Linked DNA regions of Mus musculus: region 2 is linked to region 1. Evidence: chromatin contacts called from public HiChIP or PLAC-seq data. All regions are on one chromosome and are shown on one strand. The core of a region is the stretch at or near the end of the contact, and the rest is flanking DNA. Distances in the headings are between cores, read along the strand shown.

Region 1 (2,771 bases), core at 152-2,651:
ACAGACACCTAAGTGAAAAAGAAAAGTCAAAAAAAAAAAAAGTAACAATATGCTTGAAAAAGAGAAGTTCGCTTCCGGTCTGGGATAGCTCAGTCGGCAGGTAGAATGCTCACCTAGATGGAATGAAGGGCTGGTTTTGAGTGAGCCCCAGTGTTCAGCTGTGATCCCAGGGCTGAGGTAAACGCAGCATGGTCAGACTGCTCACTCACCCCACTTAAACCTCATTCAAAGTAAATGAAGGACAGGCTATTTAGGCAGCAGGTTGGAGGCCACTGAACAAAGCATAGTCACTAACAAAGAAGACCCAACAGTCCAAGGGCCCATTTAAAGGAGAGATTCAGGAATGCAAATTTAGTCAGTCAAGTTATAGAAAGTGAGGGCTGGAAACCATCCAGTGGCTTAGCTCTCTCCACAATCCTTAGGTGACCTTTATGAGTGTAGCTTCAGCGGAATATTAGCCTCGGAAATTAGTATGACGTGGGAGCATGCTGGATCAAGTAGTGTTTTGATTTTTCGGTTTCAAAACGTGTGAATTCATCTGTCTACCAGACTAAGGGCCAGAAGATGGTGCTGGCAGGAGTCTGAAGTCCACGAGAGAGGAAATGACCCATGCAAATGCAGTCACTGCTCGGTTTGCAACTAGATGGAAACCATCTTCACTGCCAGTAAAGATGATTTCAGGAAAGATGATTTAAAAAATTGCTTGTTGCAATTTTCATTTTCTTTTTCCCGGAGAGCAGCAGGAGAGACAGTTGACATTTGAGCTCTCTCTCGGAACTGCCCCTGTCCCTAATTTGAGCAGAGCGCTCACAGCGGACCACAGACCGGCTCCTTAGCTGGTTTTCTTTCCACGAAATCTTTCAGCCATAGAAAATGAACAAAAGCAGGGCTCCCCAGACAGCCCAGCCAGACATCTCAGCTGCCGGAATAGGTGCTTGGGAGTGGCTCAGGGGTGCGAAGCGCAGCCTCGCTCTGTTGAAGCCAGGTACTGTCCTGGGCAATTGGCTCCAGGTTTAGCTCCCGAGGCGGCCGTCGGGGGCTACAGGCACCCGTGGCGAGGGATGCCAAGGGGAAAGGGTGCCAGGTTCCGCTCGTCCGGCGCAAGCTACTCATCCCCGACATCCCCCGATTCTTCTGGCGATCCGGGCCCCGCGGCGCGGTTGCCTCTTTTAGCCGCACCACTGCCCGGTGCCCGTGACCACCCGGTGGCTGCTTTCGGTTCCGCGCCTTATATGGCCTGGCAGGGGGGTCACGTGCGTCCCGGGCCGCCCGCCGGGAGGGGCCGCTGGGGGAGGGGCGGACGGCGGGAGAAAAGGGGAGGGAGTCGGAGGCGGAGACAGGAGAGAGAGAGGGGCGGATTCTGCGGCCGTGGGAGGCGGCGGCGGCTTGAGGAGCCGAGCGCTCGCCGCCGCGCCGTGGAGCGGGACTCAGGCGGCTGCGGAGGCGGTGGCGGAGGAAGGGACCGGCGCGGGGGCGGGCGAGCGCGGCGGAAGCCAGAGAACGCGGGAGGGCCCGTGGCTGGCCCCGGGCAGGAGCCAGGGCGGCAGCGACAGCGATCCCAGCGAGGGAGGCGCAGGCAGCGGCGGCGGCAGCGACAGCGATCCCAGCGAGGGAGGCGCAGGCAGCGGCGGCGGCAGCGGCGGCGGCAGCGGCAGCGGCAGCGGGGGCCGGTGTCCGTGCGCCCCGGCGGCCAGCGGGCGCGGGCCGGCGCGATGGAGCCTCAGCACGTGCGCCCCGTGCTTGGAGCCCAGAGCCCGGCCTGGGAGGAACCGGTGGGTACCGCGCCCGCGCCCACCCCTCCCGCTTGTCCTTGCTCCCTGCCTCCCCCTCCCGGCCCATGTTCCGTTCAGGAAGCGGTCCGGGATGAGGTCCCCAGCTGCTTCCCAGCCGGGGCAGCGCTTCCTCCGGCGCCCGGGCTCCTCCTTGCTCGCCGCCCGAAGCGCCTTTGTCCGGTCGGCCTCTGGCGACGGTCCTTAGAGGACCGTTTCCGCGCTTCATCCTTTTCCCAACTTTGCACTTCATTCCCGAGTGTGGCGCGGCGGCCCGGGGAGTGGAGGCGACGGGGTTGCGCGGTCAGCGGGTGGCGCCGGGAGGAGACGGGGCTCACCTCTTGACCGCGCCCTGGCAGTCACCTGGGCACGCAGGTTCCCAAGGACCGCCGCCTGTGGAGGCTGGTGGCTGCCAGAAGCCCAGAGCCACGCCTCCGACTCGAGTGGCCGCGGCTGCCCTGAACAGTTCCGAGGGTCAGGGGACCTGGACCGGGATCCAGCCACCGGCTAACTTCGCTTTCGCCTGGATCTCACAGCACACGCCACGCGTAGATTGAGTCACTTTAGGGGCTCAGAGTGTTGCGTGTGAGAAGAGTCGAGGTCTTTGGATTTATTCCCTAAACTCCTTTAACTTATTTCTTGCACCTCAAACTGAGCCGTCTGTTATCCATCCATCCCTTCAGGGATTCCTCCCAGGAATCCCCGTCCTGCGTAGACCCTTGTAATCTTGAGTGGGCAATGAATTTTGGCTCTGCATACCCTATCTACGTATTTCTTAGTCCTTTTTGATTGACGTTGTGAACCGTCTCAAAAGCCTGGTCCAAAATTTCTGGCTTCATCCTTGCTGCGGTGCTGTTCTGATGATGTTTTCCCAGGGACTTCCTGAGTCTGCTCAGGCGGGCCCTCTGCCTGTTGAGAGCTTGTAGGTCAGGTGCCAGGCTTGCTTCTCCTTTTCTTACCCATAGACTTCCAGCCGGTTTGCCAGGGTACGATTCGCTGCCT
Region 2 (2,771 bases), core at 195-2,694, 43 kb before region 1:
CCCTCTTTTCCTCTCCCGCTTTAGTTTTGTTATTTTCATTACGACTATTCTTCCCCACCTCCACCGACCCCCCCCCCCCAAGAAGGTCTTTTATTTACATTCAGGAAATTCAGCTAGCCAGGGATCCTAGCTGCAAATGGCTCCCTTTGAAAGAGATCTGGGTAGTGGCTGATGGACCGTTCCCAGTCAATTTCACTGAGGCTCCGGCTATCTCTAGAGAAGGATTTTCACACAAATTGAATGTTTTAAAAACTTAAGAGCCAGCTATATTTGGATCTGTGAGCTATGAACAGCAGGGAGCCTGCAGGACTCTAAACCTATTGCCTCTGTTTTCCTGAACTCCGTGAGCTCTGTCTTTAGACGCTGCCTCAACTCCTCCCGTGGAAGAACACTTGCCTCCACCGCAGGTAGCCTCCGGCTTTTTCTGACTTCACCCACAGATGTCACCCAGAAATGACGCCTAACACTCTCAGCTCAATTTGCATCGCCACACAAAAGGGTCTCTCCTAGGAAACCTTTTCTGCACTTCTGAAGCATAATGCATTTCAAAGAAATGTGTTCTTTTTGAGATAATAACTGCAGTTAACTCCCCCACTAGTCTCGCTGAAGTATTTGACAATTAATCCAGCTTACCATTGGCTTGAAATGATTTGACAACCGTTTAACTCTTTTGGGAAATGCCTTTCTTCAGCTTACTAGTTAAGCATTTCCCCTCCTTTACAATGTATCCTGTTCACTGAAATTTCATTTCTATTGCCTTCTCTCTTGTCCCCTGAAATACCGATTTATTTCCTGTTGTGTGCATTTGTATATATTAAAGACATGTGGAATCATTGCTCTATAGGGCTACATACCCCCAAAATTTGTATGTTGAAGACCCAACCTCTAAATATTTCATAATGTGACTGTGTTTGGAGACGGGGGTCCTTTAAAGAGGAAGAGTATGTCAGAATGGGGTGTGAAGGCTGGGGCTTAGTTCAGTATGTTGGCTAGCCCAACGCATACAGGAGATTTAGACATACAAAGAAGCACACTCAGAGAGGAAAGGCCTTGTGGAACCAGGAGAAGGTTACCATCTGCAAGTCACAGACCTGGAGAAAACCTAATTCTGTTTATATCTTCAAGTATTTGAGGAGATGAAAGTCGGTTATGCCTGTGGCATTCCTGAAGGATAAAGGGAAACATCTCTTTCCGTTCTACCCCTTCTAAGGGTTTGGTTCAGCCTTGCATTCTTTGTGAGGGATCCTCCCACCCACGCCAGCGTCCTAGGCTCCTGCAAACCTCAAACGTTGACCGCAGCGTGCTAGGAGCCCATCCTGCTGCCGGAAGCAGCATGGCGGAGCTCGGGAGGCCACTGCTCGCAGAGCATGGTTACAGTGAGCTAAGAGTGAATGGACTTCGGCAACCCGAGTGTACAGGCAGCAACTCTGCTTTGGTTCACCACCCACACCTGCTTCCTTGCTAAACCCAGACCCCCTGTGGCCAGCCCATCCCTCCACTGTTCCCTTCGCCCTCCTAATCCACTCGGCCTTACCTGCTACCTTGCCTGTTTCCTGCCTGTACTTTTTGTAATTATCAGCAGAAAGTAGTCATTTCATGAACACTGGAAGGGTAAAATAAACTATGGGCTAATCACCTACCTGCCACCAACCTGACATTTTTTATTTGGCGAGATTAAATTATACTTAACACTAAGCCTGCCTTTTAAAAGAGGGAACAAGCCACCCAGGGCAGTTTAGAAGTCCCAGGTGTCTCCACAATCCTTTGTGTTCTGTTTCCTACCAAGGTTCCACACTCAGTCTCAGCAGCATAGTGACGATTTAAATTAAATATTTGCATAGCCCCTCCCCCTCCCTAGCTTTCCGGATGGATTGTAAACAACCTGGACACCCAAAAGCTCTTGGAGCTCCGCCCTCAGCAACTCCCTGCAGTCCTCCAGTCCCCCAGACTCACCCTGTGCCATGGTGTGCTCCACTTAGGCCATCATCTTAGAATTAATTTCCCCCAGTTAGCTATCTGAACCTTGCTCAAACGACGATTTTTATCTCCATCCACCCTTGTATTCGTCAGGGTTCTCTACAGGAACAGAAATGATAGAACAAGTATACATATGTAGTGGCTGTCCATCAATGGAAAGTCCAAGAAAACAGTAATTGTTCCATCCGCGAGGCTGGATGTCTCCGCTGGTCTTCAGTATATGCCAGGGTCCCCCCCCCTAAAAAGTGGGTACTAATGCCAGCAAAGGAATGAACTTGGTAGTGAAAACAGGCAAAGAGCAAAAGTTTTCCTTCCATGTCCTTTTTATATAGGCTGCCAGCAGAAAGTGTGGCCCAGAGTAAAGGTGGGAATCCCCAACACAAATGATCTGGGTTAAAGGAGAATCTTCTCGCTTCAAGGAATTTAATTAAGAAAACTCTCTCACAGGTGTGCCCAGATGCTTGGGTTTTAGTTAATTCCAGACATAGTCAAGTTGACCAGCAGCAGCAGCAACAGCCATCACAACCTCTTTTCAGTCCTGCCAATAAGAAGAACAACAATACTAACAGCAGGAGTGGGGATGAAAACACTGTCCTTCTGGTCCCGATTTTAACTGGGTTGTCTGCGTTCACCACTGGAAGAGGAAACACTGTGGGAGCAGTGGCTGAGGGGACACGTTCTGCCGTGCAGACCTGAAATGCTGAAAAACATTTGAAGAACACCAGTCATCCCTTTTGGTCCCTCCTTTTTAAAGCTAATCCCATCCAGGTTGGGGGAAAATGTTTTACTTGAAG

The links. HiChIP or PLAC-seq counts read pairs in DNA pulled down with a chosen protein or histone mark.
Region 2: an H3K4me3 HiChIP or PLAC-seq map of embryonic stem cells shows a contact between it and region 1, with 6 times the contacts expected there. The contact joins the enhancer-like site here to the promoter of Dgkh in region 1. A contact is called at or near these places in 3 of 484 Hi-C or Micro-C datasets (cerebral cortex, embryonic stem cells and nephron progenitors), 7 of 115 datasets of contacts at active chromatin or transcription factors (bone marrow-derived dendritic cells, bone marrow-derived macrophages, embryonic forebrain and 1 more) and 2 of 9 other capture datasets (bone marrow-derived macrophages and pancreatic islet).

Annotation. Positions count from the first base shown.
Region 1 is chr14:78,731,359-78,734,129 of GRCm38.p6, reverse strand. It overlaps Dgkh (diacylglycerol kinase, eta), which reads left to right and starts at 1,401. Exons shown (of 30, transcript NM_001081336.2): 1 at 1,401-1,772. The coding sequence starts at 1,713.
Region 2 is chr14:78,774,509-78,777,279 of GRCm38.p6, reverse strand. No RefSeq gene overlaps it. Among named protein-coding and RNA genes, the nearest start is that of Dgkh, 43 kb to the right of the region's middle. Within about 2 kb of position 1,444, at least 15 of the 459 cell types and tissues checked have an H3K27ac peak or open chromatin away from gene starts, as enhancers often do. A contact at or near this core is called in embryonic stem cells, where this site is marked.